Linked DNA regions of Mus musculus: all the other regions are linked to region 7. The links are chromatin contacts, called in public HiCAR-type and promoter capture Hi-C maps. All regions are on one chromosome and are shown on one strand. Each heading gives the region's core, a stretch centred on a gene start, on an enhancer-like site or on the middle of the called end of the contact. The rest is flanking DNA. Distances are from core to core; before and after follow the strand shown. Region 1 holds the start of Klhl33 (kelch-like 33). Region 2 holds the start of Fbxo34 (F-box protein 34). Region 3 holds the start of Pip4p1 (phosphatidylinositol-4,5-bisphosphate 4-phosphatase 1). Region 4 holds the start of Atg14 (autophagy related 14). Region 5 holds the start of Ttc5 (tetratricopeptide repeat domain 5). Region 6 holds the start of Tep1 (telomerase associated protein 1). Region 7 holds the start of Naa30 (N(alpha)-acetyltransferase 30, NatC catalytic subunit).

The links. Promoter capture Hi-C pulls out the DNA fragments that hold promoters and counts their contacts. HiCAR-type assays count read pairs that join an accessible place to other places.
Region 1: a contact with region 7 is called in a promoter capture Hi-C map of trophoblast stem cells, with 4 times the contacts expected there. The contact joins the promoter of Klhl33 here to the promoter of Naa30 in region 7. A contact is called at or near these places in 11 of 39 promoter capture datasets (the C10 cell line, the HPC-7 cell line, cranial neural crest and 7 more).
Region 2: a contact with region 7 is called in a promoter capture Hi-C map of pre-B cells. The contact joins the promoter of Fbxo34 here to the promoter of Naa30 in region 7. A contact is called at or near these places in 2 of 39 promoter capture datasets (hippocampal neurons and pre-B cells) and 1 of 115 datasets of contacts at active chromatin or transcription factors (large pre-B cells).
Region 3: a contact with region 7 is called in a HiCAR-type map of astrocytes, with 3 times the contacts expected there. The contact joins the promoter of Pip4p1 here to the promoter of Naa30 in region 7. A contact is called at or near these places in 3 of 39 promoter capture datasets (embryonic stem cells, liver and pre-B cells), 5 of 115 datasets of contacts at active chromatin or transcription factors (astrocytes, embryonic stem cells, forebrain and 1 more) and 2 of 9 other capture datasets (adipose tissue and liver).
Region 4: a HiCAR-type map of astrocytes shows a contact between it and region 7, with 7 times the contacts expected there. The contact joins the promoter of Atg14 here to the promoter of Naa30 in region 7. A contact is called at or near these places in 5 of 39 promoter capture datasets (3T3-L1-derived adipocytes, cranial neural crest, hippocampal neurons and 2 more), 1 of 484 Hi-C or Micro-C datasets (LSK cells), 2 of 115 datasets of contacts at active chromatin or transcription factors (the 230-238 cell line and astrocytes) and 2 of 9 other capture datasets (adipose tissue and pancreatic islet).
Region 5: a contact with region 7 is called in a promoter capture Hi-C map of pre-B cells. The contact joins the promoter of Ttc5 here to the promoter of Naa30 in region 7. A contact is called at or near these places in 9 of 39 promoter capture datasets (the C10 cell line, cranial neural crest, embryonic stem cells and 5 more), 1 of 484 Hi-C or Micro-C datasets (the Ba/F3 cell line), 2 of 115 datasets of contacts at active chromatin or transcription factors (astrocytes and large pre-B cells) and 1 of 9 other capture datasets (adipose tissue).
Region 6: a promoter capture Hi-C map of pre-B cells shows a contact between it and region 7. The contact joins the promoter of Tep1 here to the promoter of Naa30 in region 7. A contact is called at or near these places in 8 of 39 promoter capture datasets (the HPC-7 cell line, cranial neural crest, embryonic stem cells and 5 more).

The regions. Positions count from the first base shown.
Region 1 is chr14:50,896,184-50,899,403 of GRCm38.p6, reverse strand. Klhl33 (kelch-like 33) reads left to right here and starts at 1,921. Exons shown (of 4, transcript NM_001370764.1): 1 at 1,921-2,956. The coding sequence starts at 2,221.
Region 2 is chr14:47,471,266-47,474,489 of GRCm38.p6, reverse strand. Fbxo34 (F-box protein 34) reads right to left here and starts at 1,929. Exons shown (of 3, transcript NM_001146086.1): 1 at 1,773-1,929.
Region 3 is chr14:50,928,938-50,932,150 of GRCm38.p6, reverse strand. Pip4p1 (phosphatidylinositol-4,5-bisphosphate 4-phosphatase 1) reads left to right here and starts at 1,302. Exons shown (of 7, transcript NM_001033271.5): 1 at 1,302-1,538; 2 at 1,827-2,017; 3 at 2,461-2,567; 4 at 2,844-2,949; 5 at 3,093-3,145. The coding sequence starts at 1,376.
Region 4 is chr14:47,566,979-47,570,068 of GRCm38.p6, reverse strand. Atg14 (autophagy related 14) reads left to right here and starts at 1,635. Exons shown (of 10, transcript NM_172599.4): 1 at 1,635-1,883. The coding sequence starts at 1,663. It also overlaps the pseudogene Gm6616.
Region 5 is chr14:50,783,978-50,787,246 of GRCm38.p6, reverse strand. It overlaps Ttc5 (tetratricopeptide repeat domain 5), which reads left to right and starts at 1,727. Exons shown (of 10, transcript NM_001080949.2): 1 at 1,727-1,809. The coding sequence starts at 1,759.
Region 6 is chr14:50,868,815-50,871,982 of GRCm38.p6, reverse strand. It overlaps Tep1 (telomerase associated protein 1), which reads left to right and starts at 1,429. Exons shown (of 55, transcript NM_009351.2): 1 at 1,429-1,570. Gm26782 (a long non-coding RNA gene) reads right to left here and starts at 1,687. Exons shown (of 3, transcript XR_874615.2): 1 at 1,427-1,687.
Region 7 is chr14:49,170,983-49,174,303 of GRCm38.p6, reverse strand. It overlaps Naa30 (N(alpha)-acetyltransferase 30, NatC catalytic subunit), which reads right to left and starts at 2,058. Exons shown (of 5, transcript NM_027492.2): 1 at 1,927-2,058; 2 at 911-1,688. The coding sequence starts at 1,687.

The DNA of each region.
Region 1 (3,220 bases), core at 672-3,171, 1.7 Mb before region 7:
CTGAAAGTTTGAGGTCATAATTGAAGCTCTCTGCTTATTAGTACTAAAACCATTAAAACAATACATACAGGGCTGGAGTGATGGCTCAGCGGTTAAGAGCACTCACTGACTGCTTGCTCTTCCAGAGGTCCAGAGTTCAATTCCCAGCAACCATGTGGTGGCTCACAACCATCTGTAAATGGGATCCGATACCCTCTTCTGGTGTGTCTGAAGAGAATGACAGTGTACTCATATACATAAAATAAATAGATAAATAAATCTTTGCCGGGCGTGGTGGCACACACCTTTAATCACAGTACTTCGGAGGCAGAGGCAGGAGAATTTCTGAGTTTGAAGCCAGCCTGATCTACAGAGTGAGTTTCAGGACAGCCAGGGCTACACAGAGAAATCCTGTCTCAGAAAAACAAAACAAAACAAAACAAACCCCAATACATACAGAGCCAGTGAAATATTCCAAACCTTAAAATCCTCTCGAAATGACCACATAAAATTGTTTATTTTAAAATCTTAAACTTTCAGGAACCATTCAGGTTCAGGAAAGGTTATTTGGAAACTGATGTAGGGGAATTTGGGTCTCTTGATTACTTTTCTGATCCTGCCTGATTGCATTTAAACAGACCCCAGAGAAGGGGCAAAGAGTTCAGACCAAAGATCTAGCCAGGTTGTAGTCACCAGCATTTGATGACAGTCACCAGAAAATTGACGGGCAACTTGTTTCTTTTTTTTTAATATTCATTTATTTTATTTATATGAGTACACTGTAGCTGTCTTCAGACACACCAGAAGAGGGCATCAGATCCTATTACAGATGGTTGTAAGCCACCATGTGATTGCTGGGAATTGAACTCAGGACCTCTGGAAGAGCAGCCAGTGCTCTTAACCACTGAGCCATCTCTCCAGCCCCGGCAACTGGTTTCTATAACCCAGGCTCTAGGCCCTACATGGCTACTGACCCTGTCCTTACTAAGGCAGACTTCAGTCTCAGGGTGGAGTATGAAGAAAACATCAGTTGGTATCCAGCAGGCAGCTCTGAGTGCTGGCAGTGTGACTTGGGAGAAGAGAGTTCAGAGCTTCCATTGGTGGACACCCTGATGAAGCCATCCTTGAGAAGCATTGGTCCAACTGGACCTGCAGCCTCACTTCTGTTCCCTTCTATGGTTTAGAGGCATGTCTAACAACATGATATAAGCTTCCTCTTTCTGAAGAATCTGAAGAGGAAATCCACTAGTGAGTTCAAATTCTCTTAGAGCATGGCCAGGAGGCCGGGGGGTGGGGGGCGGTTAGGGAAGGACAAGAGCCATTAGAGTTTAACTTTCTGGCAGTCCTAGTGGTACCTGCATATAATCCCTTCACAGGAGATTTCCACCAGAGTTCAGGACTTAAGGGAAGTGGAGGCCACATAGAAGACATTACCTGTTAAAACCAGTTCCTAAAAATACACATCTCTGATTTACACCTTCAGTTTGGTTATCACTGCTGTGTAAAGTGTTAGGCTTTTGGTCCACCCTCTGGGGTTATGAAGGAACAGCAAAGTCAGGCAGATGTTAAGAGATATTTCCCCCCCAAATCCCACAGCTATGATGGAGGAAGATGAGTCAAATGTTAATTGTTTATAGTCTAGACTTTCCAGACTCCCTCACTAGCCTCCTGTCACCTCCAGCCACCAACTGGGAAAACAGTCAGTCCTTCTGGCCTGGCTCACTCTACCCAACGTTTGCGTTCCCTTTGCTTTGCAATTTTCCCCACTCAACACACTCTTGTGACCTACAGGTTTGGAAGGAGGGAAAGGGGAAGTCATCCCAGGACTTGGCCCAGTGCATTGAGTGTCAGCTTCCAGCACTGAGAGATGAGGGTTTAGCCCTCAGGCTAGCTATAATTAGCCAAGTGCGGGCACTGCTAGGATCCGTACACAGCAGTCCTAAGCAGACTGGGAACTCAAGAGAGGGCAAGCAGAAGCCCGGTGTCTCCTGCCTGGGATTAAAAGAAAACGAGTGGAAAGCGGGGCTTTGTCCTGAGCCAGATGGCTACAGGCGTTTGTGGTTCTGTTGCACTTGGTGAACCCTATGGTTAGTTAGCGCCATATAGCCCAAAGTTAGTGTGTCACCGGACGGAGTGAGGGACTGACAGCTGAATTGAAGACAGTTCTGTTTTCCTGAGTGCTGCTCAGGTATACTTCTCTCATGCCTGGGCACCTGCGGCAACCTCACAAGCGTCTGGAAGATGGCAAGCCTTTCCTCAGACTTGGAGCATGTCTCCCTTCCTATCGAGAAGGACAGTCTTGAACTACCTGTGCCTGCCGGAAGAACCTTCTCCCGGTCTCCCTCTTCCGATGAGGATCCCGGCTTGTTTTCCTTTTCTCTGGCAGAGCCTGACCCACCTAGCCCCTTCGTTTCAGGAAACCTTCCCTTTCTAGCTTCATCTCCGGAGAAAGGGAAGAAGCAGGATGACAGCGACGACTCAGCGGAGCCTGAGATGCTGTGCAGCGTGGAGCACCCCTGCCAGTTCTTCGCTGAAGCGCAGAGACTGCGGGAGCAGAAGCTGCTGCTGGATGAAGAGGTGTCTGTGGGGGGACAGGTATATGGGGTGCATCGGGTGATCTTGGCTGCAATTAGCAGCCTCTTCCGAGGCAGGCTGCTGAGCGGTGGGGGTCAGCAGCCCAGTTTCAGCCTTGATGTGACCCCGAGGGGCTGGGAGGCTGCGCTGACCTTTGCCTACGAGGGGGTGCTGGGCCCCGCCTCACAGGACGAAGTGCTGGCTGCTGCAGAGGCGCTGGGAGCACCCCGGGTGAAGAAGGCGGCCCAGCTGAAGCCAGAAGGACTTGGTAAAGCCAGGGGAAATGAAAAGAAGCTCAGCCAGGCAGAGGAGCTGAGGGAGAATCTGCACAGCATTGAGCGTCTGTATCGAGAGGGCATCGGGTGCGACTTGGAGCTGGAGGCAGAGGGCTACCGCCTGCGGGGTGAGAGTCTGTGAGACAACTGCCAAAAATGCATGTTTTGCTTGTTTTGCGGTGGTAGGGATGGAACCTAAGGCCTTAATTCCACTCTACCATGGATCCACACCCCCTAGCCTTGCGAAATAGTTTTGTATTATTGCTTCAGCAAGAATGTCCTTTTTGGTGCTTCTCCAGAGCCACCAAGAAATGCACATGCGCAGTTGAATTGTTTTCCTAGACACCCGGACAGATTTGAACTGATAGATAGTTCAGGCAGTTTCCCCCCCC
Region 2 (3,224 bases), core at 680-3,179, 1.7 Mb after region 7:
CTTCTTGGGGACGGGGTGGGGCCTGTTTGGACTCCAAAGCTCTCCAGAGCAACATACTTTGAAATATAGGTGAATACTGAATGTCTTCACAGACTGTGCTAGTGTTCGTGGTTTTGCTCTCTCCTCCTCCTCCACCCCCCCCACACACCGAGTCTCTCTGAAGGAGACTGAGCCACACAGATCTAGACAAAGTTTAAGATCTCTAGAGAGGTGGCCACTGTGACTTAGATCACACCTGGGTTACTTAGACACTAGAATGTGAGGACCTTCAGAGCCTTTAAGTCATCCAGGTTCCTTGCCGGGCAGGGCAGCTGTAAAGCTCTGACGTGCCTTAGGGATTACTGTCCTGATGAACAGCACCTGGTACCACCGACCTACACTAATCTCCTGATCCAAAGTTCACCTGGCTGCTCCCGGCATGCGCTAGCCATCTCTCTTCTCATTGACAGCATGGCCAGCCTACTGTGTTCCACTCTTCCCCTCCATCCCTCTTAGTATGAAGTGTCCTATGTAACTGCTTCTGGGCCCTCGTGTCACTACGGGCAGTCAAGAGATGTGTGCTTGACCGCCAGTGCGCCAGTGCTTCTATGCAGGTCTACTATCTTTTCAAAGCCTGAGAAAAATCAACATTCACAAAATCACCTGCTAAAATTTATCATTTCACATTCGGAAGCACTACTGACAAAATGTAAGTCGCCTGACCCCAAAGGTAGTCCTCAGATGTGTTATATTACGTTACAGCCTAGTCTTGGGGTGGGGGTGGGCTGCAAAGCAGAGGCTTATTGCTGAGCTATAATCACAGAAAAAAACAAATGTCCCTGATAAAACGGGGGAGGGGGGGGCAAGAAACACCAGGATAAATTACATCATCGGGGGATTATTATTTAAGAAAAATGTTGGATTGATTCAAGCTCCCCTTCTTTGCAAGACAAAGTTCATTCAAGATCTGCTTGCCTTGGTCATTCGCTAACAAGCAGATCACTGGCAAAAAAAAAAAAAAAAAAGATAAAGCCAACTAAATTATCAGCCCTCCAGTTGGTTCAGCCCCCGCGCACCCTTTCCCAGCAACTGCTACATCAAACCATCAAACTGAGTTTAGCTTCCTGAAGGCACAGTGAACACCCTAATACCCCTTCCACGCCCAACCCCCAAGATCCCTCATATCTAAACCGAATGTCCTTAAACTGTACTACTACCGATGCTCTCCGAAATGAAGTTTAAGCACCTGACAATTATTACATCCAAACTGTACGAAGCCGAGATCCCAAGATTTTGGTTCAAATCTGCTAGGACCGAACTTCCTTTTTCTCCCCGCGGGTCCTCCCAGCCCTTCCGCGCGCCAAGGTCGCCACTCGGGGCCTGCAGTGACATCACGGTCTGTCTCGGTAGAGCCCTGACATCACCCGCACGCCGAGCCTCGGCACTGTGACCTCACCACCGCAGGCTCGCACGCCAGGGCCCCCCGGGGAGGGTGGAGGAGACGCGCCGCTCACCTGCACGGGGACACCCGGAGCCCCGCGCCCCGCACGCAGCCCACCCGCGGCGGCCTAGCTTGGGTCGCCGGACTCCGGGCCCAGGGAGCAGCCGGGCGCACGACCTCGGGGCCAGGCCGCGAGGACGGCTCTCTGGAGGACGCTGCGGCGGCGGCACCCCGAGCACGGCGAGCCGCGGTCCCCGCCCCCAACGTTCGGCCCTGCCGCGGGGAGCAGCGGGAGCCGCCACGGTGTCCACCTGCCCCGCGCCCCGCAGCCCCGCGCCCTCGCCCGGCCCACCTGTGCTTCTGCCGGGCCAGGGCCTGGCCCGGGGCTGCGGCAGCCCGATGCGGCGGCGGCAGGCCTGACTCGCTCCCCGACACTGAGGCGGACCAGGAGCTCAGCGCTGAGCGGCGGAGCCCAACGCTCGCCCCGAAACCCATTTGTTGGCTAAACCGGCGTGACATCACGCGCCGGCCCAATCGACGGTTGCCCGGGGGCGGGGCCGCAAAGCCTGCGTGCGCCAGCGCCCCCTGCGGGCGGCCGCGAGCGCTGTGGGGAGAGATGGGAGCTGCCAGGACAAGCGCCTACAAGCCTGGTGTGGCGGGAGATTGGGGAGTTTGAGTGTCACTGCACAACAAGGACCCTAACCCTAGAGCACAGTTAGAGTGACAAGTTCATTAACACTCCCAGGTGCTCCAGAAGCCTTAATACGTTTGACCCTGTTAGATATCCAACATGTCTGGGTTCTAATCTTGGTTCTACCACTAGCGTATGGTTCTATTTCAATTTTTATTTTTATTTATTTTATTTTATTTATTTATTTATTTATTTATTTATTTAGGAGACAGAGTTTCTCTGTATAGCCCTGGCTGTCCTGGAACTCACTTTGTAGACCAAGCTGGTCTCGAACTCAGAAATCCGCCTGCCTCTGCCTCCCGAGCGCTGGGATTAAAGGCGTGTGCCACCACACCCGGCTCATCTATTTCAAATTTTTAAAATGAGCTATTTAGCAAGCCCATGGCCCTGGGTTTGATCCTGATGTCCTACACACTGGGCATGTTGCTTCATATCTGTAATCCCAGAGTTTGGGAGGTGATGTCAGGTGCGCCACAGGTTCATGGTCACCCTCAATGGCAAAGCAAATTTGGGATCAGCGGGAGCAGGGCGCGGGTCCTCTCTGTTAAGAACACTGGCTGCTCTTCCAGGGGAATTCAATTCCCAGCACACCACAAGGTGGTTCGAAACTTGTCTGTAACTGCAGCCTCATGGAATCAGACGTCTTTTTCTGGCCTCCACAAACACTGCATGCACGGAGACAAAACACTATACACATAAAAAAAATTTTTACAAAAGAATATATTTTCCATAAAATTATGGCAGAAGTACCTACCAGAAAGTACATAAACTTTAAAGTTAAACTGCTAATCTACAAGAGCCTTGTAAACTTATCAGTGAAAGAAAAAAAAAAAAAAACAACAACAACAAGAAGACTCAGCACTTAAGAGCACTAGCTGCTCTTCTAAAGTACCCAGGTTCAATTCTCAGCACTCTCGTGGTGGCTCACAATTATCTGTTACTTCAGTCCCAGGGGATCCAAGACACACATCTGGTGCACACATGTGCAGGCAAAATAGCTATACACACAAAATTTTTTAAACAGCCTCACATCAGAAAATAAAAAACCTCTTGTGAAACGTGTGTGTGAAGTCTTAAAGAATCAAAATGTAGAAATAGGACCAGTGAGATGCT
Region 3 (3,213 bases), core at 53-2,552, 1.8 Mb before region 7:
TTTTACAGCTATGCTTAGAGGCAAATGCCTGTATTCTCAATTACCCGGGAGGTTTGCGAAGAATCACCAAATTCCAAGCCAGGATCTTGTCTCAAAACTAAAGACTGTGGATGTAGCAGTGGTAGTACAGCACATTTTCAGAATTAAAAAAAAATTATTATTATTATCTTTTTTAGGCGCTGAAAGGGAACCTAGGGCTTCCAGCATGGTTACCATTAAGTTCACCAGATAGCATCACCATAACCATCCTACAGGAACAGTCTCTCATTTCCGTTTGTGAGTCAAATCGGACTCAAACTCATGATCCTCTTGCTTTAGCCAGCCTCAGACTCAGCATGCGCACTAGGCTTTTAGACAGTCTTCATATAGCTCAGGCTGGTCTCAAACTCTTAGCCAAACCCGAATGTCTGATCCTCCTGTCTCCATCTTCCATAGTCTGGGATTACAGCCCTACACTGTGACCTTCTGTTTTTTTAACTTTGGACGTTTTTATTTTATATATATGTGTGTGTGCCCACGCACTTAAGCCACGTGTATGTAGCTGCCGGGTGCACAATCTCCAGGAGGTAGAGTTACAGGTAGCATCGGCCCTAGGACTCAAACTAGGCTCCTTTGAAAGAGCAGAAAGTTCCCTTAACCGCTAACGCATCTTCCCAGTGCCCCGCCCTCTTGTATTCTGATCCTCCTTGTGTAGTTCAGTGTTTCTCTCCGCTACCCTGGAATTCCCTTTCCTAACTCATCTCCCCAAGTGTTGCATTTACAGGCATACGCAACCACATCACCACTACTCGGGGGCCTTGTGCCAAGTCAGACAAGCGTGCTAAGCCCTCAAGCTCCCGGTGGCTTTTCGATTCTTGTCCAGGTTTTAGGGCGGTTCCCGCGGCCCAGGATACCAGCCCTGCCAGCCAGAAGGCAGCCGCCCTCACGTTCTGGCGCTAAATTTGGGCCAATAGGGTTACGTCCCACGGGAGACTTGGGCCCAATGAGGAGCGACTCACGCGACAGGCTGCGCACGTGACGCGTGCGGGGCAGCCGCCCACCTGGGCCGGAGGTAGCGCGACCGCCCCACTTCCAATCGCTCGCACAACTTCGAGTCACGTGCAGTGTTTACGGACTCAGCAGCTACGGGAAGACCATGTGACAGTGACGTGACACGTCTCTCTCCAATGGAGAAGGGACGCTCCCTTACAAACCGGGAACTGTTTCAGGTCCACGAATGACAGCGCAGAGGGGCGGGGCCAGCCTGTCACGTGAGCGGGGCGGCACTGGCTGCGGGCGAACGCGGCGCGCAGGCGCCTTAGGGACCCGGTAGCGACGGCGGCGGCGGCGGTGGCAGCGGCGGCGGGAGCTGGTCGCTGACCGAGCGGGAGTCGCCATGGCGGCAGACGGAGAGCGCTCCCCGCTGCTCTCCGAGGCCGGCGATGGCGGCGCTGGTGGCAACGGCTTAGCGGGCCCGGGCGGGAGCGCGACCGGGCCCGGTGGAGGCCTGACGCCCTCCGCACCTCCGTACGGAGCCGGTAAACATGCCCCGCCCCAGGGTAAGCCGGAGGTCTGAGGTGCACGCAGGCCTAGGGGCGGATCGGGTCAGGGGGCGGAGCCTGCTTCCGCGCCAGGTGTGGCCCCGTGGCACCTGTCACGGGGCGAGGCATCCTCGGTCCGCAATCACTGCCTAAGCCTGGCCTGAAAGCGGGTTTTGAGGAAACTGATCTGAGCGCTTTTTTTGTGAGCAGCGGATCGAGCTTACTCAGAGGGTTCCCCACGTCCGTGGAGCATCCGTGGGAAGTGTTCGAATGATGATTTTGGGTTTATCTGCTTCCTCTTCGTAGCATTTCCCCCGTTCCCTGAGGGACATCCAGCCGTGTTGCCTGGAGAGGACCCACCCCCCTACTCACCCTTGACTAGCCCGGATAGTGGGAGTGCCCCCATGATTACCTGTCGCGTCTGTCAGTCTCCGATCAACGTGGAAGGCAAGATGCATCAGCATGTAGTCAAATGTGGTGTCTGCAACGAAGCCACTGTGAGTTATAACTATCTGCAGAATGGGCCTTGTTTCCTGGATCCTCTTTCTGGTTCAACACCCTGTTCATGAAACTTTCAGTTCCTGCATCTTGCAGCAGCCATTTCTTTAGAAGCCACTCACTAAAAATAACGTTCACCAAGCTCTCACTTTTTGATCTTTCCTGGACCTGAAGTGTAGTTCTCACTGGCAGTTGTTGCAGTTGCTTTTGATTTTTGTATTTTGGGGTTCTCTGCTTTTCTGAGACGATCTCACAATGACCCGGGTTCCCATCAGACTCTGCAATCTTCCTGCCCCAGTCTCACAGGCACACTCTACTCTGCTGGCAACATTTGTATATCTCAAATGTCTGATTCTCTTTCTCAGTAATGTCCTTGCAGAGGACTGGGATAATGGGCTTCTCTGCTGAAATGCCCATTGTTCCTTTATTCATTGTTCTCTAGCCCATCAAGAATGCACCTCCAGGAAAGAAGTATGTCCGATGCCCCTGTAATTGTCTCCTTATCTGCAAAGTGACTTCTCAGCGGATTGCCTGCCCTCGGCCCTACTGGTAAGAGACCTAAGAAGAGAAGGCCATATGTAAGGAAAGTTGTAAAGCAATAGGGAAACAAACAAACAAAAAAACAAACAAAAATCTAGAGCTGGGCAAGGTGGTGCATGCCTGTGTTCAATCCCAGCACCTGAGAAGTGGAGGCAGGAAGGCCTGTGTAGTAGCACCTTGAATGTCTAGTCATCCTGCCTACACCTCCTAAGTGCTGGGATGCAGTGTGTCATCAGATCCAAATAGAACTAAGAATTTTAAAAACATACTTTTCCCCCTGTATAGCAAAAGAATCATCAACCTAGGGCCTGTGCATCCAGGACCTCTGAGTCCAGAGCCACAGCCAATGGGTGTCAGGGTCATCTGTGGACATTGCAAGAACACGTTTCTGGTGAGGAGGGATATTGGGAAACCCTGGAGGAGGCAAGTACTAGGAATAGTAGTAAATCCTGAAAAGAATTTCCTCCTCCCCCCTGCTTTCGGGTTCTCATGGAGGAGAGCCTTCTTTCTATGGCTGTTCTTCTTTTTCCATAGTGGACAGAATTCACAGACCGAACCTTGGCACGATGCCCTCACTGCAGAAAAGTGTAAGTGGTTAGGGATTGTACTGGTGACTGGGTGGTGGGTGGCATAAAATCAACAGGGCTATTCCAAA
Region 4 (3,090 bases), core at 386-2,885, 1.6 Mb after region 7:
AAAACATCAGTTGGTACCCAGCAGGCAGCTCTGAGTGCTGGCAGTGTGACTTGGGAGAAAGAGTTCAGACCTTATCAGTGGACACCCTGATGAAGCCATTCTTGAGAATCATTGGTCCAACTGGACCTCCGGCTTTACTTCTGTTCCCTTCTATGGTTTAGAGGCATATCAAAAAAAATTTTTTTTCTGATATAAACCTCCTCTTTCTGAAGAATCTTTTTTTTTTGAAAAAAAAAAAAAAAACCACCCAAATCTTTATTGTATAGAATATATATAAAATCCTCCAAGATGCTACTCTCTCATTTCCCCATCTTCCTCTTCTTCTTCAATGCCTCTGATGTAGAGGACATTATTACACCTTTTTAGAACTTCACCTAGATGTTCAGACAGCTCCCCATCTATGTACTCTTCTGTATTTGCAAGCTGCATGTTCATGTAGCCATCCATGGAGACCAGGTACTCCATGCCCCACTTAAGTTTCACCATCACTGGCTTTCCTGTCAGTCCATTGAGAGAAGTCTTGGGATTGAGGGGTAAACTCATCGCGACCACTGGCGAGCGCTGCACCCCACTAGCTGTCGACCCCGCCGCTGCCCGCCCCTCGTGACGGTGACCGGAGCGGCTGCTGCTACACGCAAGCGACCCGCGCTAAGAGAAAATCCTTTCTGAAGAATCTTAGGAGGAAATCCTAACTATCGAGTTCAAATTCTCTTAGAACATGACCCAGAGGAGAGGGAAGGACAGAAGCCAATAGAACTCAGTTTTCTGGCTGTGCTTACAGCTAGATTTCTGTGATTACACGCTTGAAATCTGTTAGCTCACGAGGCTGCCACAGGAGGACTGGAACTCGAGGGAAATGGAGGCTACGTAGAAGCACTATCCATTAAAAGCTGATTTCAAAAACATTTATCGCCGGGCGTGCGCCCAGCACTTGGGAGGCAGAGGCAGGCAGATTTCTGAGTTCGAGGTCAGCCTGGTCTACAGAGTGAGTTCCAGGACAGCCAGGGCTATCCTGTCTCAAAAAAAAAAAAAAAAAAGAAAAGAAAAGAAAAAAACCCCACATTTATCTTTGATTTACATCTTCAGTTTGTTTGTTTGTTTGTTTGTTTGTTTTTACTGATGTCGGGAGTGTTAGCCTGCTATGGGAGGTTTTTGCTCAACCCTCTCTGGTTATGGAGGTATAGCAAGTATATCCCCAACCAAGACAAAGTCGGGCAGAGGCGTTAAAAGATTTTCTTCAAATTCCACAGCTTTTAAGAAGGAAGGTGAGTCAAACTTCAGTTAGTTTGAGATCCAACTCTCTCCCAACCTTGCTCCTTGCAGTTTTAGCCCAAAACCTAAAAGTAACCTTAATGAATGAAATGAAATCCCTTGTTCTGTTCCCGCACCTTCACTGAGAATGCTTGGGCACTTATTACTGTATTTTGCATAACGTAGAGGCTTCGTTTGGCGCCACTCCAAGGGTTGAACTGCGCAGCCGCCAAGGAGTGTGGGAAGTAGGACAAGAAGATCCCTGGTTCCTAGATTCTCCGCCTCTGAGCTCCAGCCCCAACCTCTGGACCGCCCCCTTTCCCGCCCCGGCCTTCAGGCCCCGCCTCCGAGCCCAGGATGCACCTGGATAAAAACAAAATCCCACGTGACTGGCCCTGAGCTCAGATCATCATGGCGTCTCCCAGTGGGAAGGGATCTTGGACGCCCGAGGCTCCTGGTTTTGGGCCGCGGGCGCTAGCACGGGACCTGGTGGACTCGGTGGACGACGCCGAGGGCCTTTACGTGGCTGTTGAGCGGTGTCCTCTGTGCAACACCACTCGCCGGCGGTTGACTTGCGCCAAGTGCGTCCAGAGCGGTGATTTCGTCTATTTCGACGGCCGCGACCGGGAGAGGTACGGCGGCCGCCACGGCCCTATTGTTTCTGCTTCTCTGATTCCTCTGGCCCAGCCACCAGAGGCTGGAGGCTGGACACCCTAGGCCGGGCCCAGGAGCCCTGCGAGTGTGGAAAAGAGAATGGAGCTGCTTTGCGCTGGCGCTTTGTTGCCAGTGGCAGGGTGGGGGTGGGTGCTAGGTGAACGTAGGTTGCTGTTCCCCACCACCCACCAGAGTTTCTCTAGGGTCCTCTTGGGTACTTGGGGAAAGGAAATACAGTCCTTCTGGAGAAGTCTGTGTAGAGGAGTCTTAGTTCTCCCATTCAGAAGCGTAGTTTTACCTTTTCCCGTCTTCAGACATAAATACATTTTACAGAAGGAATCCGCAGAGAACTAAATTGGTTAGGAGGGCTTGAACCTTGGTTGTCTGTGTCACAGGTGGATACAGCTCTTTGTGAACGAGGACCAGGACTAGGTTACTTCCTTCTGTAATCCCAAAGTTGATTTTGTCACTGGGGATACTGGACTGTGTTTTTGAGTTGCAAGTCCTTAGTTAAAAGAACTGCGTTTAAGGAAATATTTTGTCTTTCTTTTGAATTAAGATATTAGAAAACTGAATGCTTAGCTGAAGAATCTTTTACTCCTAACGTTTGTTTCAACAATAACGAAATAGGTAACTTTTTAGTATGTTTGTTTGAGACAGTGTCTCACTATGTAGCTCTCTCTGGGTGGCCTGGAACTCACTATATAAATAAGACTTGCCTGGAACTCGGAGAGATCCTTCTGCCTCTGCTTCCTGAGCGCTGGGAAAAGTGTGTGTGCTATTATGTCCAGATAAAACAATTTTTTAGTCCTAAATTTGAAGCATTTATTTTTTTACAACAACCCATGCAAGTTATTGCCAGCCGATTACTTGAGGAGACTTGTACGTAGTAAATGCCTTGTTCCAAGGCCCCAAACAGTTAAAACCCAGACATCCTGGATCCATATACGGGTGCATTTAACTGCAAGGCTATGTAACATGTAAATTTTGGGGGTGTTTTAATCCCCATTATTCCTGTGAATGGGGCTCATTTCTTTTTCTTCTGAAAATACTGGTGTAACAGCATCTTTTTAAGTTCATTGCTGTTTTATGGATCCACATGATGATTTTAGTACGTTATAGCTCTAAAAGTTAAACCAGTTTTGTTTTAAGAAAAACAAGTAGGAGATAGGAATGTCTCATTGT
Region 5 (3,269 bases), core at 478-2,977, 1.6 Mb before region 7:
GAAAGGTTATTAGGACACGGGAAGTGGACCTGTTTAGTTTAGAAAGAGTTCTTTGGGTGATTCCAATCTTTGTTGTCAGCATTATCAGCAGTTCACTCTACTAGCAAACTACCACACACCAATCAGCAGATGCAGTTCCATCCACTCAGCAGACACCACATACGAGTTCAGCAGCTGTAGCTGGATTCAGAATAAACTGAGAGGCTCTGCTGGGTCGGTGTGGAGTCTGTGGAAATGGCAAGAAGCCGTCGGAATATCATGAGAAGTTCTTGGGTGAGTTACTCTCTGTTAAGATCAGTGAGAAGCAGAGATCAGCAAGGTGGTGCAAGGCCTAGAGCGCTATCAACTGAGACTAGCGAGGTGCAAGATGAGCCAAAGCACAAGCCTTGTCCCACTCACTGTCTGTGGGATCATATTTATATTCTTTCTCAAGTGTCTGCTTCAGCTAAACATCCTCTCACCTGTGTCTGCTTCAGCCAAACATCCTTTCACCTGTCTGCCCCAGCAAAGCATTATGACCTGAGTCTCCAGAAATTTCCACTTCAGGAAATGATCACTTTTTTTCTTTGTCTCTGCTGCACAGTCTTTTTGGAAGCATTTGGAGGTGTTTAATGTCTTTTTGCAGAGATAATTTTTTTAGCAAAGGAATTTTAAAAGTTTTAAGATTGTGGTTGGATGTGGTGATGCCTGTCTGTAATCTCAGGACTTAGAAGGCAGAGACAGGAGGAACTCCTTGAGTTCGAGGTCAGCCTGATCTACATACAGACTTTCAGACAATTGAGGTTACATAGTGAGACCGTGTCTCAAAACTTAAAAACCAGGGGTAACGAATGTCTATAATCCAAGCACTTGGAAGTGGTTGCAGGAAGATCAGGGATTCAAGGTTATTTTTGGCTACATAGCAAGTTCCAGGCCAGCTTGGGATATATCAGACTCTGTCTCAAACAAACAGAAGGTTTAAATTTTTCATTTTTGAATAGGCAATTCATGTTCAAGGTAAAAAATGGAAAATACACTGAGAAGACTTCTCAAGTCACCTGCAGTTCTCAATCCCTGTTTCTCTCTTCAGAGATGGTTTATTACAGAAATAATAAACATGAGAACATTATTAATGTACAGTATGGTGGCATGCCAGCCTCAAACATAGTAGACTTATTAGGATCATACATTAAAAAGCTAAAAATTACACGTGCAGATATCTTCAGTTGGTATATATTCAGACAAGTTCCCTTGCAGGGAGTTCTCTTCCAAATACCACCTGACATGCATACTTTCATAGTCGGCCTTGCTTTCTAAGAGTGATGTAAAAAAGGACAAGAATATACAAAACAAAACAAAAAAATGAATGGAATTAATTTAAGAACATTTTGATTCCAGAATTTGGGAAGGGAATTATAAAACTAGGAAATTTATTTATGAAACCGAAAGTGATCACAAACTCAGCAGGTGTTTGTTATCCCAGTTTGAGGGTTTGTGGCAAAAGTCCAGCCTGGACAACATAGCCACGTTGATCTACGTGGCCAATCTGATCTACTTGGTGGGTGAGATTCTGTCGCAATAAAAAGAAGCAAAACAAAACCCCAAAGCAGTTCTAGGGCATCTTTGAGACACCAAGTTCTGGATTAAGTTGGGTTGTAGCTGTGTCTCTGAGGCGCAGATGGGCCTCCGGAGCCCCAGGGGTCGCTGTGGTTTCAGCGTAGGCATGGCTGAGTCTCTGTGGTTGAAAAGTTGGGGGAGGAGACGCTGAGAGCGGCTGGGATGATGGCTGATGAAGAGGAAGAAGCGAAGCACGTCTTGCAGAAATTGCAGGTGAGGCTGTGAGTTAAAATCTTTTGGCTCCTTGCTCTGAAAGGAGGAAGTGCAGTGGTCAGGGCCCGGGCGGCGGAGTGCGGCGGTTCAGCCGGTGCTGAGGGCTGCTCGGTGGGCGCCCGGAGGGAGTCTGCCCACCGGGTTTCCTCGGTAACAAGTAGCTTTGTACGCGGAGTGGCAGGTGGCTGCCGACTGTTAACCGAGTTGTTTGTGCTCCACAGCAGCAGCCATTTCTTTAGCATCTTTCTGCATTGAACTTGGCCACACTCAGAAATAGACTGCAGAACAGATGCCCTGGTTGTTGGTTTTCGGATTTGTCGAGTTAATCTCTTAACCCCACCCACTCCCCAGGTGACTATTGTGGAAAGGCAGAGAGGAGTTTCCTTCAAGTATGCGTTTTTATTTTTGTTTTTAATAGTTAAGATTTTCTTTAAGCCTCCGAAACTTAGTTTGTGGTCGAAGACATCCTTGCATTTAAACTAGATACACTTCTAGCAATTTTGTTTGTTGTTTTGAATCAGGGTCGCCTGGAACTGGCTTTACAGGCCACGCTGGCCTCGAACTCCTAAAGATCTACTTGTCTCTGCCTCGCAGGTGGTGAGATGAAAGGCCTGAGCCACCAAATCTAACAAAATTTAAAGCATTGATTAGGTTTCTTTGTTTCTTGTGGGAGTTAAAAGAACACTCAGAACATGGACTTTGGTTAACTATTCCTTAGTGGGATTGGCAGAAGTCAGATTTTTAATCCTATCGGCAGCGAGACTTTGGATGCACTTTGTACATTTGTATGCATAGGAAAGAAATACAAAACGTTATGCAGAATGGTGTTGTCCTTGAGGCTATTTGGAGTGGCCGTGAATCACTTCCTGTTTTCACACTTTCCTATTCATTAACAACTCATTTGTGTTGCTGTTGCCACCACAGAAGTTTGTTCAGCAAAATCAAAACGACTAAAACACAACAATAACACTTTCCTTTAACTTTACAGCCATGCTCATTGCATGACAAAAAGAAACTGGCTGTGACTGTTGCTTAGAACTCTCTTAAAAATTCCACAAATTGTGTTCCACAGATCATGTTGACCATTTTATTATTATTATAGAACAGAGTAGAGCATGCTGACTTTATATATGTGCTGAAACCAGTCTCTTCAGGACCTGTTTTTCCTGGGAATAATATACATAAAGTTAAGAAATACTTATAAAGAAGGTGTCAGCTTATTGTTTTTATCAGGGTAGGACTTTACTTATGCATACGAATTTGTTAATAACATAGGCACTACATTAGTTAATTTAACCACTGTATTTAATGTGAGTTGATCATGACCCAGCCCTTGTTCTAGTGATTAAGTATAGCCCTAATCAACAAGAAATTCTTTCCATTATGGAACTTACATCAGCCATTTCAGAAAGTAATGAATGAATAGGCCATATCATTTAAAATGATAGGCATTTTGGAAA
Region 6 (3,168 bases), core at 180-2,679, 1.7 Mb before region 7:
CTCTGAGTTAAAGGCCAGCCTCGTCTACAGACTGAGTTCCAGGATAGCCAGGGCTACACAGAGAAATCCTGTCTCGGAACTACAACAAAATCTATTAAAATTACTATTTATCTTTAGGGGTTTTTCATTTTTATATTTATTTATTTACTCACTTACTTATTTTATGGAGGCAAATGCTCCCTAAGGAATCTGGCTTGAACTTGAGATCCTTCTGCTTCAGCCTTTAAAATCTCTGGAATTATAAGGGTATATTACCTGGCTAGTAGTAATTTACATACAAAACAGACCTCCACCCACACACTCCACTTTGTATTTATGAGTTTTGCCTCTATGTATGTCTGTGCACCACCTTCATGCCAAGTGCTCTTGGAGTTTAGAAGAGGTCACCATGGGTAATTAGAGTTACCAATGGTTGTGAGGCATGATGTGGGTGCTGGGTACTGAACCTAGGCCTTCTGCAAAAACAGATTCTCTTCATTTCTGAGCCATTAGAGGGCAGCCTGGTCTACATAGTGAGCTGCAGGCCAGCTGGGGTTATATAGATAGACCTTGTCTAAAAATAAAAGCCCAAATCCCCAAAATCAAAATTTAAAAAAATTTGTTGCTGGGCGTGGTGGTTGGTGGTGGGGTATGCCTTTAAATCCCAGGAGATGGGAGGCAGGGGCAGGCGGATCTCTGTGAGTCAGAAGCCAGCCTGGTCTAAACAGTGAGTTCCAGGACATCCAGGGTTACATAGAGAGACCCTGTCTGAAAAAGAAAGAAACAATCAAAAGGGTTTGGTTTATTATCTCAGGTAGTTTGTCGCAGTAACAAAAAGATAACATAATGAACTCAAATAGCATGAGTAGAGTTAACTCTTTGATCTTCCTGCCAGAGCCTTCTAAGTACTAGGATTACATGTGTGTGCCACCATTCTGAATCATATTTTCAGAGGTTTTCAGTCAAGGATCTCTTGACCCTCTTGCTTTGGCCTGTGGCAAAGCAGTTCACGGATGGGGTGGAGTGGGATTGAGTGGGGTGGCGACAGACGAAACTGTTTACTTTCATGGTGGATGAAAGGAAGCAAAAGGGAGAGAAGGGGCCTGACTTTCAAAGGTCAGCCAAGGGCACACTCTCAGCGATCTTTCTTTCTAAACGTTTCACCACCTCCCAACAGCTGCCCAAGGCTGGCATGATTTTAGCACATAAGCCTCTGGGGTATTTTCAGGATACATAATAGCATCAGAGCATGATTGTATTGGGTGGAAATACAACTCGGTTGGTAAAGTTGGCCTAGCCGGAAGTATAAATCCCTAAACTGTGCAAATCAAACCGGGTGTGGTTAGCACAACCCTATAATCCCGGCATTTGCGATATCCTACACGCGGCAGCCCCGCCCTCAGCCCCGCCCTGCCCCCAGCCCCGCCCCTCCCTCGCCCAGCCTCACCCCTTGGCCTCACTAGGGTGTTGGTTTTCTTTCAGTTCTCTGCTTCCAACCAGTCCACTGGCTGACCCAGGCCGGTTTCTGCTCCCCGTTGCGGAGAACCAACGCGCCTCTCATTGCGCACAGCTTTTCCAATCCTGAGCGCAGGTAGAGCCCTGGCCGAGACCTGTGTCAGCTGGACTCCCGGAAGGACCTCTGGGCGAGCGTGGTGCAGCCGCTTAGTCCTTCCGGGCGGCTGGCAGGGAGGTGGGGTGGCCTTAGTGGGGCGGAGGGATAGATGCTCAGAGAGAATGGGTTCCTTTTGCCTTAAAGAATCCTAGGAGGGAGTGACTGTAACAAATGAAGAGTGTTGTGATCACTTTTGGCAACAGAAACTCACTAGACTGACACGTTTAACAGTAATGGACACTAAGGTGCCAACGCGGTAGGCCTCCACGACTTCCTAAGAAAAGAATAGCGTCTGAAGTATGGCTTCAGGTGCAAGGCCAAAGAAAAGGGACCGGGGTAGGAGTGGAGGCAGGTATACATACAAACTAGTGTATACACAGAATGTCAGTATAAAACTATCAATACCAGTTATCTCTGGAACTTGGGGAAGAACTTTTAAGCTTTCAGAAGTTAATCAGAATCTCTATAAACTCCAGAGAGGAAAAAAATTACATGTCTTTATTTCTCTGTTAACTTAAAATTTTAATTGAGAACTTGTTTTTCACTCTTGGATTATGCCAGATGTGGCTGTGTATGTCTTAATCCTAGCACTGGGGAGGCAGAGGCAGGTGGCTCTCTGTGAGTTGGAATCTGTATAGTAGTTCCAGGTCAGTCAGACCTTTTTAGTGAGACCTTGTTTCAATACATACATACATACATACATACATACATACATACATACATATTGGATTAATTCTGAAATTCCTTATTACTCGTTGGGTGTGTATATGTGTGTATGTGTTTGTTTGTGTGTGCAAGAGTATGTGCATATGCGGATATATATACGGGTATGTGGAGACTAGAACTCCACACCAGGTGTCTTATTCTATTGCTTCTCGAGTTACTTTTGGTAGGCTGGCTGGCCAGCTTGATGTAAGAATCTGCCTGCCTTTCAGTGTTGGGATTACAGTCATAGACTACTGAGCCTTACTGTCATCTAGATGTTTTATCAACTGACCTATCTTTCTAGCTTCCCACCTTTTTTTTTTTTTTTTTTTTGGACAAAGTCTCCTATATTCCAGGGTGATTTTGATCTTTTAACTTGCTATGTAGCCAAGGATGACCTTTGAACTCCTAACCCTTCTGCCTCGGCCTCAAGTGCTGGGAGTGCAGGTGTATGCCAGCCCAGCCCTCACTACTTTTTTTTTTTCCTTGTAGTACAGGGACATGAGAGGAATAGCAAGACACATTTTCTTTTGAGAAAGAGAGTGTCAGTGCTCACGTGGACCTGGAATTTGCTATGTAGCCCAGGCTGGCCTCCATGTTCTTATGGTCTCCTTTTCAGCTGTGATTCTAGACAGGTCACCGCTATGCCATGCCAGGCTTCTCTCTAAGCTTTTGCTTTCCCTTTTCCCCCCTGTCCCCTTAGAATTACGCCTGGATAAATCTAAAAGGGGGGGGGGCAGCAAGATGGTTAAAAGTGATGGCTGTACAACACTGCAATACCGACCACTGGAGTTCAATCCCCACATCCCACTGTAGGGGGAGAGAACCAACTCCCAAGGATTGTCCTCCAGCCTCACACATGCTGTGACACG
Region 7 (3,321 bases), core at 809-3,308:
CTCTCCTAAATATGTGCCTTTAGTAAACATCTAAGCCTGTGCTCGCCACACACGGCTGACACCTCAAGTCTAATTAAAGGTTTCATACAGACTGAAACTGAGTCAATATTACTGTTGAGTGATTACTAGATTACTGATGCTGGCAATGTAAACTTAATTATTCATCTTACCCGACAGACAAATATACTCAGCTTACATATAAGTAAAAAAAAAAAGCCTTCACGCAGCTATACCCACACTAACCAATGGTACTAGTTTTTAGACTGTTTTTGAGTAGTTTCACACTTAAGTTTCCTGCATCCCACAAAAGGGCCTTCTATTCAAGTTTCAGGGCCCTCTCAGGCACCGGAAGTGTTAGTGACACCTTCTGCAATAGCACACCTGAAAGCAGGCTGACTACAACTGTTAATGGTCCACAATCAATGAACAGGGCCTGCGATTTCATTCTCCTGTGTGGCCACAGCAAGTTTGCTGACAGCCATGTTGACTAAAGCACATTTAGCGCATATATTCTTCCCCGACCATGGCTGTAACTGAGTTATTACTAAGGCCTGTATCGGATCAAAACCATGTTCCAATTCAATCACAGCAAAGTGCTCTAAGGATGAGGAAGGTTAAACATGATTAGAAGCTAATGTAAACAGGATGTAAGACAGCCCCCATGTGAAACATGCTCTGCACAGGATTGCTGCTGTTCCAAAAGTCACAAGATAACCCAGATCACGAGCTCTTACCTTCCACACAGTTCCACGGAATACCTGGGAAAAGTGCGCACCTTCGCGCCTCCCATCTGTAAGGTACTATGAAAATGAAGGATACATCCACGGCCACACTCCGGGCCCTCACACTCCCTGCCCCGAGTGGCCTGGATCTCTGCTGGGCTCACCCTGTTTTCATTCCATCCACTTACCAAGAAACACAGCTGTGGCCAGTTGTGGATAAAATATCTATACGTATAAATGGAGTAGGGTTCAGACAGATCTTTGGTGATCAGTCTCATGATATCAGGCATTTGGAGCTCAGATTCATATCGGACGTATCGTATCGTCCGATCCTCCCCGGGCTCGGCCTCCCTGCCCTGGGAGCTCCTTAAACTGCAGCCGGTGGTCAGAGACGAAGACAGCAGCCGCACCTGCTCGTCCATCTCCTCCTCCTCCTGCTGCTCGGTGCCCTCCACCAGTCCATTTCGGGCCGCAGCGGGGTCGCTCGCCGCCCCCGCCGCCGCCGCCGCTGCCTCTGACCGGCCGGGGAGTGCAGTTCTTGCATTGTTGGGGACCGAGTGGGGAGGTCTCTCCCCCGGGTGTCCCTCGGCTCCTTTTGTGGCAGTCACTTTGGAGGCCCCGTCGGGGGCGGCCGCCTCCGCTGCACTCAGAACCTTACTCTTGAGGGTCGCCGCGGCCCGGAGGTGTCGCAGTTCTGGGCCGATCAAGCCGTTGAGCTGCTGCTGCTGCTGCTCCGGAGGCAGCTGCGGGCAGCGAAGGCAAGAACGCGCCTTGGCCGAGGTCGCCGCCTCGCCGCCCGCTGGGCTCCCGCAGCCGCCTTCGTGCTCCTCGTCGTCCTCCTCGTCCTCGCTGCAGCAAGCGAGCGCGGCCCCCGCCGGGAACGGGCAGCGGAGCTCCGCCGCCGCTGGGGCCGCAGGCGCTGGTGGTGGGAGGAGGCTGCTAGGCCCAGGCGGTACCTCCGCCATCCTAGAAGCGACACAGCCGAGAGAGGAGGCCATGAGAGGCGGCCGACCGGCGCCAGGCAGCGCGGACTGGCGGGCCGGGGGCGGCCGAGGCGGGGGGAACAAAGGCAGAAACCGTCCCTCACCGAGTGTCCCCAACGCCGCGCCGCCCCCACGCCGCCGCGCCGGCCACCGTCCCTGGCCGCCCGAGCCCCGCCGCCGGCCGTGTCACCGCCTCCCACCCGCCCCTCCTCGCGGCTCACCCCGCGCCGCTCCCCGCCGCCGTTTCCGCCGCTCCTCTCCCTCAGCCACCGCCGCGCCGCAGTCGCCTTCACCGCCGCGGCCGCTCCGCCGCCACCACCGCCACCGCTGTCGCCGCCGCTGCCGAGCCTCTCACCCGGCCGCCGCCGCCGCCGTAAAGCGCCTCGCCTGTTACCCCGGGTAAAGTTTCCTGGGCCAAGCTTTACGACACTTCCCTGCCTGCCGGCTGCCGGGCCAGAAAAGGGGGCGTGGAGGGAGGTGACCTGTGCAGGGGCGGGGCCCGAGGTGTCTCCGGAGGGCTTCCGGGAGGCCGCGTGCCGGGGGTGGGGCTCTAGCCTGGGGTTCCAGAGGTTCCTGCGGAACTCGCCCCGCAGCCTCCCCGGGTGGGCAGGGCTAGGTGCCCTGGGAGCTGCTGGCTGTTGACATCCAACCTCTAGTGCCTTTATGCAGCTGTACTGTTACAACTTTTGCTCTGACCTGGCGCGTGGGGCAGGGAGCGCCGGCTACAAAGGCAGCAAATCCCGGCCTGGACCGCGAATTAGAGGGAATTTAAAACATTGAGCTGTGAAGATAGCATTTTGCAATTTAAAAAAAAGAAGAAGAAGAACCTTTACCTACCCCGTTGGGACAAAAGAATGGCTAGTAGTCTTGTTGCCCCATTCCTCCACCCCAAAGATTGAAGGCATAAATGTGACAAACAGGTGCCGGACAACGAAAGGCAACAACTGGGGGAAGCGACAGAGATGGTGGCGGCTAACAAGCGTACTCCTGATTTGTGGTTGTAATTGTGTTAGGTTGGGAAGCACCTGGTAAGAGTTCACGGGATCCTCCCATGTGATATGCTAAGCAGGTGTAAAAACTTTGAGCGTGTGGGTTACCTCTGCTCTAATCCACAGCTGGTAGTTTTCTGCATATCTGATCTGAGAGTTGAGTAACTCACACGCATACTAATCAAGTTACTTATTAACTTGTAGGAGCTGAAGAGATGAGTCAGCAGTAAGGAACACTAGGGTTAGATTCCCAGCACCCAAATGGCAGTTCACAACTGTCTGTAATCCCAGGTCAAAGGGAGGCTACAGCCTTTTCTGGCCTCCAAGGGCATCAGGAATGTGCACAGATACGCCTACATACAGGCAAACACCCATAACAAGTTTAAAAAGAATAAAATGTGTTAGATAGCTTTTTTATTTATTTCAACTGATTTATAGAGCTAGTCAGGTATGCCCAAGATTCATGTTTTCAGAGATAGGCTTTTATGACAGGTGTTTGCAACTTTGTGCCATAATCTAAACTGAAAAAAAAAAAAAGTGAGCTGCAGTAGTCAGCACATGTCTGGAATCCAAGTACTCAGAAGGCAAAAGTAAAAAGCTATGGAATTCAAAGGAAGCCTGGGCTGC